2 separate regions of the Sus scrofa genome follow, and region 1 is linked to region 2. A link is a contact called in public HiChIP or PLAC-seq data. All regions are on one chromosome and are shown on one strand. The core of a region is the stretch at or near the end of the contact, and the rest is flanking DNA. Distances in the headings are between cores, read along the strand shown.

The links. HiChIP or PLAC-seq counts read pairs in DNA pulled down with a chosen protein or histone mark.
Region 1: an H3K27ac HiChIP or PLAC-seq map of alveolar macrophages shows a contact between it and region 2. The contact joins two enhancer-like sites. A contact is called at or near these places in 11 of 47 Hi-C or Micro-C datasets (alveolar macrophages, fetal heart ventricle, fetal liver and 7 more) and 1 of 2 datasets of contacts at active chromatin or transcription factors (alveolar macrophages).

Annotation. Positions count from the first base shown.
Region 1 is chr7:20,240,239-20,247,155 of Sscrofa11.1, reverse strand. It overlaps CARMIL1 (F-actin-uncapping protein LRRC16A), which reads right to left. Exons shown (of 37, transcript XM_013977486.2): 18 at 1,436-1,517; 19 at 588-687; 20 at 430-484. Among named protein-coding and RNA genes, the nearest start is that of SCGN, 150 kb to the left of the region's middle. Within about 2 kb of position 5,400, at least 1 of the 83 cell types and tissues checked has an H3K27ac peak or open chromatin away from gene starts, as enhancers often do. A contact at or near this core is called in alveolar macrophages, where this site is marked.
Region 2 is chr7:20,014,259-20,021,021 of Sscrofa11.1, reverse strand. No RefSeq gene overlaps it. Among named protein-coding and RNA genes, the nearest start is that of CARMIL1, 19 kb to the left of the region's middle. Within about 2 kb of position 4,586, at least 4 of the 83 cell types and tissues checked have an H3K27ac peak or open chromatin away from gene starts, as enhancers often do. A contact at or near this core is called in alveolar macrophages, where this site is marked.

The sequences.
Region 1 (6,917 bases), core at 4,151-6,650, 230 kb before region 2:
TCTGCGTAATTACTAGACGAAATTCAAATTAGCACTATGATGTTTCTCAGCATGATATAAGGTCATAAAGTCAACTAGATAGTAAAAATTCATGCTTGCAGATTACTGTATTAGCTGCTGCAGGAAGTAGTGAGGCTTATTAAAAGATGGGTTTAGGAGTCAACGTATAGTTCTTTTCATCTATTACTTTTAATCTTCCCTTAATTAGTGATGAGTTGAATAAAGTGAAGGGTAAGTAAATTTTAAGTACATTCTAGAAACGTACTAGAGGACAAATATCTCTTGCACTTCAAAATGATAGCACTAATAGATCATGTATACAGGGACAAAAGTATCTGGGAGGATGTCGGCATTAATCCAGTGGACATAATTAGTAAGAACAGCAACAAACAAAAGATTTTAGGCAAAAGTGTTAAAAATAATACTCACTGATTCTTCATCTTGAATCATCTGTACTAAGTTGTCCAACACAGGCGTCAGATTTCTAAAGAGATTTTAAAGATGTGGACAGTGGAATCAAATCAAAAGTTTTCAGGAGGCTGGTTATAGTCATCATTGTCATATTGAAAAAAAGTGAAAACTCTTACTTGGATTTCATATTATTAAAATTTTTGCCTAACGCCAGGTGCTGTATTGATCTGTTTTTACTGAGCCACACTATTAAGGTAGATAGGTCAGATTCTAAACCTGGAACGAATCAGAGTATAGGAAGAATCAAAACAAGTGGATAAATAAAATCTCAGCTAGAACACAGTTAAACACAGTTGCAATGCAGTCGGATTTCTTTTCTGGACCATTCTGAGAGCCCTGGGATTCTAATGCCCACCGCCCAAGGAACTTTTTCTTTTCTTTTCATGTCCTATTATTTCATAGGGATAAACACGTTCTCTACAAAGACGCATCTCAATCTCTTGTGCAATCAGTGGACAAATAAATAAAGGAATGGGGATACATAATAGCAGAAAGTTTTATCCCTCCCTATGGCTTTGTAAGAGAAGATGCCAACATACTGTTCCCTGAAAGTGCAGTTAAAGTTGTCTGTGCACATTTAGCAGGTTCATACTTCATGCTACTATAACCAGCAGAACTGAAGCTAATGAAACAAGTTTCTGAATAAAAAAACAAGGGCTCAATTTTATGACCACCAAGCACGCAAAAGGTCCAACTTAGAGCTTTATTAATGCACTGGTTTTTATTTTATTTTTTTAACCTGAATTTGTTTTACTGCATTTTTGGCCATGGAATCAACTTATGAAGACTCTGGCACAGAATTCTGTCATAAATAAGCTCTGTTAAATTAAGAGGCCCTATTAGTCAAGAAGTGAAATAACAGCTTCATTAAAGTGTCCTCTAGATTGGGCTAAAGATGATTTTCCCTTTACTAACTTGCTTCAAATAATACTTTCATTTCTTGTCTTCTCGGATTCTGACTTACCATTGTCAGAGATGTCTAAGCTGGTGATGTTGTGGATTTCGGCGATGCAGCCTTCTAATACCTGTGCACCTCCAGACCTCAGCTAGAGAAACACAAACCAAACAGGGTAAAAGGGTCAGGGTCACCTACTGAAGGGGTAAAACTGAAGAATTAAACATAGGAAATAAAGTGTTAAACCTAGTGAAAACTTATCAAATCCAAAAAAGCTATCATCAATGGTAAAAAGTCAATCTCTACTCATTACTTGGTTTCCCATTTCCCATAAGTCTTCAAATCGTTATAAAAACAAAGAGAAGGCAATTACCACCCCCCCACCCCCCCCACCCCCCGTCACCACTGGCAAGTCAGTCTCCATTAATCCAAGGAATATTCTTTGTTTCTGACTTTTGGAAATCTAACAAATCGCTTTCTATACATAAGAAACTGCTGCTGTTTTATTTGATTATTACCAATTTCTAAGTATACCTCTCTACCATATAGCAGCAAAACGACCAAATGAGACAATAAAAACTAATCTGGAATCTCAGCTACTGTAAGACCCATCCCTAAGTGTTCTACAGCAATGGTGTGAGCTCTCACTACAATAAAGCAGGTAGTAAAGAGCTGAAGGTGGTGACAAAATGACTTGTACAAACTCACCGAGCCACCGAAGATGTTAGGTTAATCTGAATAGTATTGTCATGGTCAGCTCATAGCAAAACTAAGAGCAAATAATTATTCTCATCTCATAGTTTATTCCAAAGAGAAAGGCAACCTATAAAACCCAGTACTTTCCATGTTTCCCCATAAAACCCAAAGCATAGTTTACAAAGATCAGAATATCTTTTTGTTTTCCCTTCAGCAACTGAGTTCCTACTATGCGTAAAAGCATTGTGCAGGGGACAGTTTCCCAAGCTGTGGCCCTTTGTTCAGTGAATTTACTATATAGTAAGGGAAAAGAAACTCTTTTTTTGGGAACTTACTATGTGCCAAGGAACACAGCAATTTCTCTATTTAGTTAAGAAAATTTTAATTTTTTTTTTAAATCTATACCATATTTATAATACTTTCTACGTGTTGAGATCCTGATGTAAAAATTTAAAGAATCTTGATTACACTATTTGAGATGCAGCGGCAGTATTTCTATGGCTCTCTGGACCTAAACCTGCCAATTTCCCTGGCTGCTTGTGTGTAAAGCAGAATTTTGCACAGATAGAGCTTTGGTATCGCTTCATTCAGGAGTATTTCAGCAGGCGTGTTTAAATTCAGTCTTTTCTACTTTTTAAGGTGACAGCAGATCAGCAGGAGGTGCCTGCTGGGAACTCTGAAGGGGAGTGTCCAACAGAGGCAGACCCCCCTGCCCCAAGAGGCCTGTCTATCCACCTCAGGGAAACCAAGACCAACCAATAACCAGGATGTGGGGCTATGGCCATTTTTATTATATTTTTGCAAAGGTACTGGTTTATGATAGACTGGAAATTTAAAAGCAACCACCGCCAGGTTCTTCACAAATAGTTTTGAAAAACACTGGTCCAGGCCACAGTTTGTTAATACTCAAAGAAGTGAATGTTCTGTGGAGACTGTGTTAACATTCAAGCAAGAAGTGATTTGGGCAAACACTTCAAAAGCAACATAATTTGATTTTCAGGGCATGAAAAAAAATTATGCTTTTGAGAAGATAAACATAAGCCTTTACAATTTCATTATTTGCTGCCGGTAATTTCTCTGTGAAGAAGTCAAATTTCTACAAGGAAATCTTTACTTCCTCTTATGCTGTATGGTAAACACATTCCACTTGTGAAAACAGAAAATAAAGGTGAGATGTCAGTGCTCGATGCTGTTGATTTCACAAATACTCCTGACTGATATGTGTAGCATAAACCCATAGTTCTAATATTTTCCAATACTAAAAAATATCAATACGTCCTAATTTATTGATTCGTAAAATACTTACACAATGGCCAAGCTAAGGAAAGCCCAAGGAGAAAAAAAAAAACAAAAACGATGTTATCAGCAGTAAGTAGAATAACAACAGAGAAGTGGACATCTTTATCAACACACCATGTAGGAGTTCCCGTCATGGCGCAGTGGAAAAGCATCCAACTAAGAACCATGATTGCTGGTTCGATCCCTGGCCTCGCTCAGTGGCTTAAGGCTCTGGCATTGCTGTGAGCTGTGGTGTAGGTTGCAGACACAGTTCAGATCCTGCATTGCTGTGGCTGTGGCTGGCAGCTGTAGCTCCAATTAGACCCCTAGCCTGGGAACATCCATGGGCTGCAGATGTGGCCCTAAAAAGCAAAACAAAACAAAACAAAAAAACACTAAAAAATAAAAAAACCCACCATGTAAAAAAGCAAAGAGTTAGAGAAAATGCTTCAACAAAAATATACTCCCAAAACAAAAATCAAAATCTTAAACAAGAAAATAACAGATTTTCAGTTAACCAAGAATATTTGATTGAATTCACAGGTTATCAGGTGCCTAAAATTCCCCCCAAAATGTAAAGCTTTCCCAAAACAGTAAAAGCTTTTCCATTACTGTAAATGAAAATCCTTTTAAATGGATTTGCATATTAAGAGGCTGTGTCTGCATGTATGCATGTAAAACTGGTTTTTAAATGACTCTCATTTGGATCCCACACACTAGCATTATCTAAAAGAAAGCCAGATCAAAAAGTAAATGTAACCGAATCACTCAATACTTACTGAAATATTAAAAACAAAATCACATTTCTTTCAAGAGCGAAGTGTTGCCTCACTCAAGGAAGGGGGACTATTTCAGCTATTCCAGTTCTAAGAGCTCTATACTCAAATATCCATAATGGGGACAAGAGGCAAAGAAAAACAAAATCTAATGAATTTTAATAATTCATTCTCCTTCCTCAAGAACAGGTGCCATTTAAAAAGAGGTGGCAGGAGTTCCCATCATGGCGCAGTGGTTAACGAATCCAACTAGGAACCATGAGGTTGCGGGTTCGGTCCCTGCCCTTACTCAGTGGGATAAGGATCCGGCATTGCCGTGAGCTGTGGTGTAGGTTGCAGACGCGGCTCAGATCCTGCGTTGCTGTGGCTCTGGCGTAGGCCAGTGGCTACAGCTCTGATTGGACCCCTAGCCTGGGAACCTCCATATGCCGCGGGAGCGGCCCAAAAAAATAGCAAAAAGACAAAAAAAAAAAAAAAAAAAAAAGAGGTGGCAGATACTGGAGATTTAAATATAGGAGTTCCCATCATGGCTCAGCAGTAATGAACCCAAATAGTATCCATGAGGATATGGGTTCGACCCCTGGCCTTGCTCAGTGGGTTAAGGACACAGCATTGCCATGAGCTGCGGTGTAGGTCGCAAACGTGGCTCAGATCCCACGTTGCTGTGGCTGTGGTGTCGGCTGGCAGTTACAGATCCAATCCAATCCCTAGCCTGAGTTTCCATATACCATATGCTGCAAGTACAGCCCTAAAAAAAAAAAAAAAAGACAGAAAATAAAAATAAATAAATAAACATAAAATAACCCCCTCTATCTCTTTTCTTCTATAACAGTTCCCTTTTTAATGAAAAACTTATTTCTATCCCGGGAAATTATCTCACATCAAAATGTGGATATCACAGGTTTCTTCAAGAACAAAAAATGGTTTGACAAGATCCAGTTCAAAACATCTTCTTGCTAGCAGGGTTTGATGCCAAAAGGCAATCTGGTACCTGAGAAAGATATATACAATTGACCCTTGAGCAAACTGGGGCGGGGGGAGATGATACGGGTGCCAAATTTCCATGCAATCAGAAAGCCGAGTATAACTTTACAGTTGGCCCTCCTATCTGTGATTCCTTCCCCATGGGTGGGTTCAACCAACCACCATGTGGGAAAAAAATCCACATATAGGAGGACCCAGGCAGTTCTAAACCCATATTGTTCAAGGGTCAACTGTGTATGTATGTGTGTGTGTGTGTGTAGTCATTTTAAGAGAATGGAAATACTTGCATTTCCAAATAGTTGCAATGTATTGCATTGCTTATGTCCATCCTATGGTGAAATATTTCCATTTTCCATGCTACACCCAGCCTAACAGGAAAATGACAGTGAGGGGTGTAGCAAGGCTTCCACACACATAAGCAAACCCACCTTCTCATCTCAAAGCTGGTTGAATGACTATCGAACTGAATGGAACTGCCTCAAAAGTCACCAGTCACTTGCTGCAATGTCCTACTTATTACAAATTTTAATATCCGATGCTCTTTTTTTTCTATTCATCATTAAAGCAGCTTGCAATGAATGTGGCAACACATTTAGGAGGGTTTCTCCTTAAAAGAACTAATTCCCACATCCAGACTTGCAACAGATCCTTAGCTACAGTTAGCCTTTGCATCGTCTCCGAAGTATAAGAGATTTTCCTCTCTCACTTGGAAGAAGATGAAGCTTCAAGAATTCTATCCTAGCATTTTATCTATTCTTCTCTTGAAGAATGACTACAAAGTAGTAAGATTTTTAAACACAGGCCAGAATGTATACACCCATTGCCTCCCTTCAGGCAGAGAGATGCACGGGGAGAATGCATATGAATGTCAACATCCCTGCTACCACATAAAACAGTTTTATTTTTTTCTTTTTAGGGCCACACCTGCAGCCTACGGAAGTTCCCAGGCTAGGGGTTGAATCGGAGCTGTGGCTGCCAGCCTACACCACAGCCACAGCCACACCAGATCTGAGCCACATCTGTGACCAACACCTTGGCAACGCTAGATCCCTAACCTGCTGAGTGAGGCCAGGGATTGAACCAGCATCCTCACAGACACTAGGTCAGGATCTTAACCCCAATGAAATTTCCAACAGTCTGCCATTTTTGAACTACAGAAATGCTGATTTTTTTTTTGGTTTGCCAAATATAATTGTCTCCAGGAGTTATTCTCATTAGGATCACAAAGGAGTTTGAAGGAAAAGCTCTAAAACAAACTAACACAGTGTTCTTTGGGCATATGGTGCCTATAAACTTATTTGAGAAGAAAAGTCTAATACTTTTCATAATTACCAGTATTAATAACAACCAGGAAAGCACACTTTCATTATGACTCTGCCATTAGTGAGCTGGATTATCTCAGCTTCTTTAGACTTCAGTCTCCTCATCTATAAGCGTGGGAATCAGGTGATCACTAAATGGATCAGCTGGTCCATTCCACTTTTAATCACAGAGTTAAACAAATGATGCTATATTGGTAGCAATCACCTCTTTTATCAGGATAGTAAAGGATATGGGTCATTGCTAATTCAGTATTCTGACCTAATAGAGCAATCAAGTTAATACTAACTTGGTTTTTTTTGTTTTTGATAGAATTACCCTTTCCATCTCTGTTCTTCTTACTCCTTCCCTCATAAAGAATTTTATTATTGGCATGCCCTTAATAAAGTGCTGGTAAACAAATAATTAATTCGTATAACCAGAGCTGGTTTCAGTTTTATGGTCTGTCTTTATAAATATAAATAAAAGAGCACTGATTTTACACATGAAAATTTCAC
Region 2 (6,763 bases), core at 3,337-5,836:
ATCTTGACTCTGATTATGGGAACAGAATGCATACATTTGTCAAACCTCATTGAACTATACAACTAAAATGGATGCATATTGTGTCTGTAAGTTATGCCACAAGAAGGTTGTTAAAAATATCTATAATTATATCATCAGAGAGTTTTTAAAAAATCATTGCATCCATGGAAATTAAAGACTCTATGGGGATTCTATTTTAGAAATGAGGAGATAAAAGATATTTCAGAATTTTTAAATATACTACCAGGAATTTTCATTTCTGGAGGCTCTTGGGAAGAATCTGCATGCAAGCACATTCAGGAGGTTGGCAGAATTTAGTTTCCTGCAGTTGTAGGTCCCAGGACTCCATTTCTAGAGAAGCAGCTGCCATCAGGGCCTGTTCTCAGCTCCTAGAGTGTATTCAGTTTCCTTGGCTTGTGCCCCACCTCCATTTCAATGCTGGCTTGAGCTAAAATACCTTGCATCACAAATAGAGATTCTCAAACTAAGTGAAGTAAGTCAGAAAGAGAAAGACAAATCCCATATGATATCACTTATATGTGGAATCTAAAACATGGTACAAATGAACCTGTCTATAAAACAGAAACAGACTCACAGACATAGAGAACAGACTTGTGGTTGCCAAGGGGGGAGAAAGGAGTGAGATGGACAAGGAGATTGGTGTTGGCAAACTCTTACATTTAGAATGGATAAGTAATGAGGTCCTCCTGTACAGGACATGGAACTATATCCAATCTCTTGGTATAGACCATGATGGAAATAATATAATCAAAGAATGCGTATATTCATATAACTGAGTCACTTTGCAGCATAGCAGAAATTGGCACATTGTAAATCAGCTATACCTTAATAAAAATAAAATGAAAGATATTTTAATATAAAAAAGTAAAATCTCTTGCATCAAATTCCTCTCATGTTACAGATATTTGCCCCGAGACACTTGCTCGTTTAAAGATCTCACCCGATTAGATTAGAGCTTCTAAATACAATCTCCTTTTCAAGTCGTCTGTGCCGTATAACATATCCTAATCATGGCACTGATGTCTCATCAGATCCCAGGTCCCTTCCACTCTCCAGGGGGAGGGCAAGCTCAAGGGAAGGGTCATTGGGGGTGATTTTGGAATTCTGCTACCAAAATAAGCCTGGCATAAAACTTAGAAAAAATGCTTAGGAAGAAATTTCAACAAATTATTATGTTGTGATGCAGACTGATGCAAAAAAACCCACTTGTTTTGTTTTGTTTTACTTTGCTTTACTGAACTTAGTGTGTGTTATATTTTTAGCACATTGATCAATCACAAAATCATGTAAGGATGTCAAACTGTTTTTACTAGTGAATTTAAATATTTTTCATACTCTTTTTATTTTCAATAAGCATCTGTGTACTAAGGATTAGCCTTTTACTTGGCTTACTTTTTCTGGAACTTGATATCAGAAGAGTTTCAAGATAGGATCTTTCAAATGGGAGTAAGAAATAAATCAAGTTAAAGAGAAGATAGTGGTTCATGAATTTTTTTTTTCAAATTCTCTTCATTAAAAACTCTAGCAACCAATGTGTCCTTCAGTTACATGAAAGACTAATTAAACGGTGGCACATTCAGATGATGGAATTCAGCACTAAAAAGAAATGAGTTTTCGAGCTATAAAAAAAATGGAGGTATCTTTTTTTTTGTTTGTTTTTGTTTTTTTCTTAGTGCTTTACCTGTGTTAATTCTTTTATTACTCAATGAATTTATTACATTTATAGTTGTACAACAATCATCACAATCCAATTTTATAGGATTTCCATCTCAGAACCCCAGCGCATCTCCCCCACGCCCCAAACTGTCTCCTTTGGAAGCCATAAGTTTTTCAAAGTCTGTGAGTAAGTACTGGTTCTGCAAAGAAGTTCAGTCTGTCCTTTTTTCAGATTCAACATATCAGTGAAAGCATTTGATGTTGGTGTCTCATTGTCTGACTGACTTCACTTAGCATGATAATTTCTAGGCCCATCTAAGAATGCTGGCATTTCACCCATTTTAATGGCTGAGTAATATTCCATTGTGTATATGTACCACATCTTCTTGATCCACTCTTCTGTCGACGGGTATTTAGGTTGTTTCCTTGTCTTGGCTATTGAAAAGAGTGCTGCAATGAACATCAGAGTACATGTGTCTTTGTGAGTCATGGCTTTCTCTGGATAGAGACCCAGGAGTGGGATTGCTGGATCAAAAGGTAATTCTATTTTTAGTTTTCTGAGGCGTCTCCATACTGTTTTCCACAGTGGTTGCACCAATTTACAATCCCACCAACAGTGTAATAGGGTTCCTTTTTCTCCACACCCTCTCTGGCACTTATTGTTTGTAGACTTTTTGATGATGGCCATTCTGGCCAACGTAAGGTGGTATCTCATAGTGGTTTTGATTTGCATTTCTCTAGTAATGAGTGATGTTGAACATCTTTTCATGTTTTTTTTGACCATCCATATGTCTTTTTTAGAGAATTGTCTGCTGAGATCTTCTGCCCATTTTTTGATGGTTTTTTTTTTTTTTTTTTTTTTTGGTACTGAGTGGTAGGAGGTGTTTATAAATTTTGGAGATTAATCCCTTGTCAATTGAATCATTTGCAAATATTTTTTCCCATTCTGTGGGTTGTCTTTTTGTTTTGTTTAGGGTTTCCTTTGCTGTGCAGAAACTTTTAAGTTTAATTAAGTCCCATTTGTTTATTTTTGTTTTTACTGTCATTACTCTAAGAGGTGGATCTGAGAAGATGTTGCTGTCGTTTATGTCGGGGAGAGTGTTTGGCCTGTGTTTTCCTCTAAGAGTTTTATAGTGTCTGGTCTTATATCTAGGTCTTTAATCCATTTTGAGTTTATTTTTGTGTATGGTGTTAGGGAGTGTTCTAATTTCACTCTTTTACATGTGGCTGTCCAGTTTTCCCAGCACCACTTATTGAACAGACTGTCTTTTCAAAAATGGAGGTATCTTAAATGCATATCATACTGAATGAAAGAAGCCAATCAAAAGGCTACACACTGGAAATCCCTGGTTGTGCAGCAGGTTTAGGATCTGGTGTCAGTTCCATGGCTCTGGGTACATGAGTTTGGCATGAGTTTGACCCCTGGCTTGGAACTTCTGCATGCCTGGGGCATGGCCAAAAATAAGATGGCCACAACCATGTGATGTTCTGGAAAAGGCAACCCTATGGAGGCTGTAAAAAGATCAGTGGCGGCCAGGGGCTTAAGGGGAGGGAGGGGCGAATAGAAGCACAGAGGATTTTTAGGCAGTGGTGATACTATAATGGGAGATACATTTCATTGTGTATTTGTCCAAACCCTTAGATGTTACAACAGCAAAATGAACCCCACTGTAAACTATAGACTTTGAGTGAATGAGTTGTCCACGTAAGTTCATCAGTTATAGCATATTACCACTCCGGTGCTGGATGTTGGTATGGGTTGTGAATGTATAGGGGCAGGGAATATATGGGAAAGCTCTGTGCCTTCCACTTAATTTTCTCTGTGAACCTAAAACTGCTCTAAAAAATTGTCTGCTTTAAAAGAAGAAGACTATCAACATTAATAGCTGCCACTTAGAAGTTCCCGTCATGGCTCAGTGGTAGTGAACCCACTAGTAACCATGAGGATGGGGGTTCCATCCCTAGCCTCACCCAGAGGGTTAAGGATCTTGAATTGCCATGAGCCTGAGCTTGATGTAGGTTAGTAGCTACAGCTCCAATTCAACCCCTAGCCTGGGAAATTCTATATGCAGCAAGTACATATGAAAGACAAAAATAAAATAAAAACAAACAAACAAAAAAAAGCTACCACTTAAAAAGCCCTTGACATATTTCATCAGCACTATTTATAATCTATTTTTCCTTTGTTCAATTTCATCCCATGAATTTTTGTAAAAATGAGAATATTGTTGCTTTGTTGTCATCAGTGCAGGTGGAGCTCTTCCCAAAAGAACAACCTATCTGTGAGACATCACTTTTTGTCGGTAGATGAAGTAGGGGATGTGTGGACAGCAAATGGAAATGCAGATTGCCACTTTGACTGAACTCTTGAGATTGTATGGAAATTATCTCTACCCCACAGCATCTTAATTATTTCCATATGGATGAATTCATTCAATAAACACCTCTAGGTGTTTCCGTTGTGGCGGAGCAGAAACAAATCTGACTAGTATCCATGAGAATGTGGGTTCCATCCCCGGACTTGCTCAGTGGGTCGGGGATCTGGCTTTCCTATGAGCTATGGTGTAGATGTGGCTCGGATCCCAAGGTGCTGTGACTGTGGCATAGGCTGGCATCTGTAGCTCCAGTTTGATCCCTATCCTGGGAACTTCCATATGCTGAGGGTGTGGCCCTATTAAAAAAAACAAACACCTCTACTTGCATTATCTGGATTAGCTCTAGAAACAGGGTCCCAGTTTGGGGAACCTCTGTTGTTTCAGCAGTTCTCAAAAGCATATGAAAGTGTCCCCTCCTACACACCCCTCAACCCCCACTTCATTTGCCAGTTTTTCTCCCCCACATCTTTTCTAGAAGTGAAGTAAGCTGACTCTGAGGCTTTTAAATTCTGAGTCATTCTAGAGGTCAGGAGGTCTTGAAACAATTGTCTCCTTTGTCCATGAAACAATAAGCTAAAGTCACACTGTTCATTCTCTGTTGGCTATCTAGGTAGGAAGTCCATTAGCAAGCCAAATACCCCTCTGATAACTAGGAAATTTACAAATAATTCACACTTTGAGTCAGCACAACTGGGGAGTTAATCAGACAACCAAGATACTCTAAAAGTAACTTGTGAGAAAAGCAGAATTTAAAAAGTCTGCCCAATTTCTGGCTTTTTTTTTCAGATGATTACCTTAAGTGTGCATTGCTAGCTGAATATAAATATTTTTAGTTGCTATGATCTTTTTCTCTGTTAATATTATTATTGCTCTATGAAGAAGTACCTCTTTTAACTGATTTTATTCCTATTTTGGCAAATTGAGCTTTTGTCAGGTGGCATGAGAACACTATCGATCATACTGAACAAAAACATTTATGAGTCCTTCCTTCACGCTGAGCAATTTAAATGTATTTTCTCATTTAATCCTCAAGACAATTTTTATTTTCTCCAATATTCAGAGAGGGAAACTTCTCTCCAGAGAGGATAAATGACTGTCCCAAGGTCATACATCAACCATGGAGTAGCTCTGATTAACAGGTTGGGTTAAAAATGTTTTGCTATTTCCATTTATTCCTAAAGCCAATATGATGCTTTAAAACCTGACTACTACTGCCATCTGCTGGTGGATACATGAGTTGCTCTTGCTCAGACTGCCCTACAGGCACAAGGGATTCTGACCCACATCAGGGGCATCATGCTGGCGTCTAGAACCATCCCTGACTCACAGCAGACACTCGAAATTTGTGAAACAAATCTCTGGGAGATCCAAGGAGAATTTTTGTTGGTAAAATTTCTCAAGTTAATCTTTATTTTAACTCTGCAAATAACCAAATCCAGAAAGAATATGGAGGCTACCTCCCCAGAAGACAATGAATGATACTGGGGTAGACTGTTTACTCCATCAACTGTGCCACCTCTGCATTCATATACACACTCTACATCTCATTGCTTTAGCTTAGTTTATATCAGAGCTGACTCTCGGTGACCTAGTTGAGTCTCACTCTAATGTTTACTTCTAGCTCCTCCATTTATACTATAGAGGCTTCAGAAAGAATCTTAATTTTAGCACCTAAAAAGACCTAAGAAATCCTGGTTAGTGTTTCTCAAATCCTGTTTCAAAAGATGATGATAAAAGAGTGTTTCACAAAATCATTGACTTGGAGAACAGACCTGTGGTTGTCAAGGGGGAAGGGAGGGTAGTGGGATGGATTGGGAGTTTGGGGTTAGTAGATGCAAACTATTGCATTTGGAGTGGATAAGCAATGAGGTCATGCTTTATAGCACAGGGAACTATATCTAGTCACTTGTGATGGAACATTATGGAGGATATGGTGAGAAAAAAATATATATATACACATATATATTTATATATATACATGAACTGGGTCACTTTTCTGTACAAAAGAAATTAAGAAAACCTGTAAATCAACTATAATAGAAAAAATAAAAATCTTAAAGTGCGTTGCATAGATAAATAAGTTTCAGAAACAACACAGTAAATGAAATTCCATCGGTTTCTTCAATGTAGAACTCCTCAGAGTGTTTAACATGCTACTGTGCATGAGGGCTTTCTGAGAGAGGGAATATAGGAGACAGAACCTCCAAACCTACTTGACTACAGAATTCTTTTTCATTAAGCTCCTTAACACCTCGACAAATGCTAGTGTTTTGTGGAACTCAACTGGGAAATCTCCAATACCACAACTCCAGTTATTATAGATGGAACCCAGTGAGAATGATTTGCTTAACATCTTTCAGCTAGTTATTGGCAGAGCTAGGACTCTCATTTTGAGTGTTTTCACAATACCATTCTTGTTCTGTGTAATTTCTCCGTATGAAAAACAAACACTAATACCTACTGACTTGTGCAGAAATTTACAATTATAAAGGGGTTGTGAGCTGACATTTAATGAGGGCTGTGTGTTCCTTTTCTCCCTCCCCCATCCATGCTATAAATGGGGTAAACCTTCCAGACCATATGACTGTTGTATTTCACACCATGATTTAATAAATGAGCATTCTTGTTTAAGCATATCCCTCTGTTAGATTAGTCAGTGGGAGTCTGCTCTGAGAGATATATCTTATTGATGTTTGATGTCTCAGTCACAT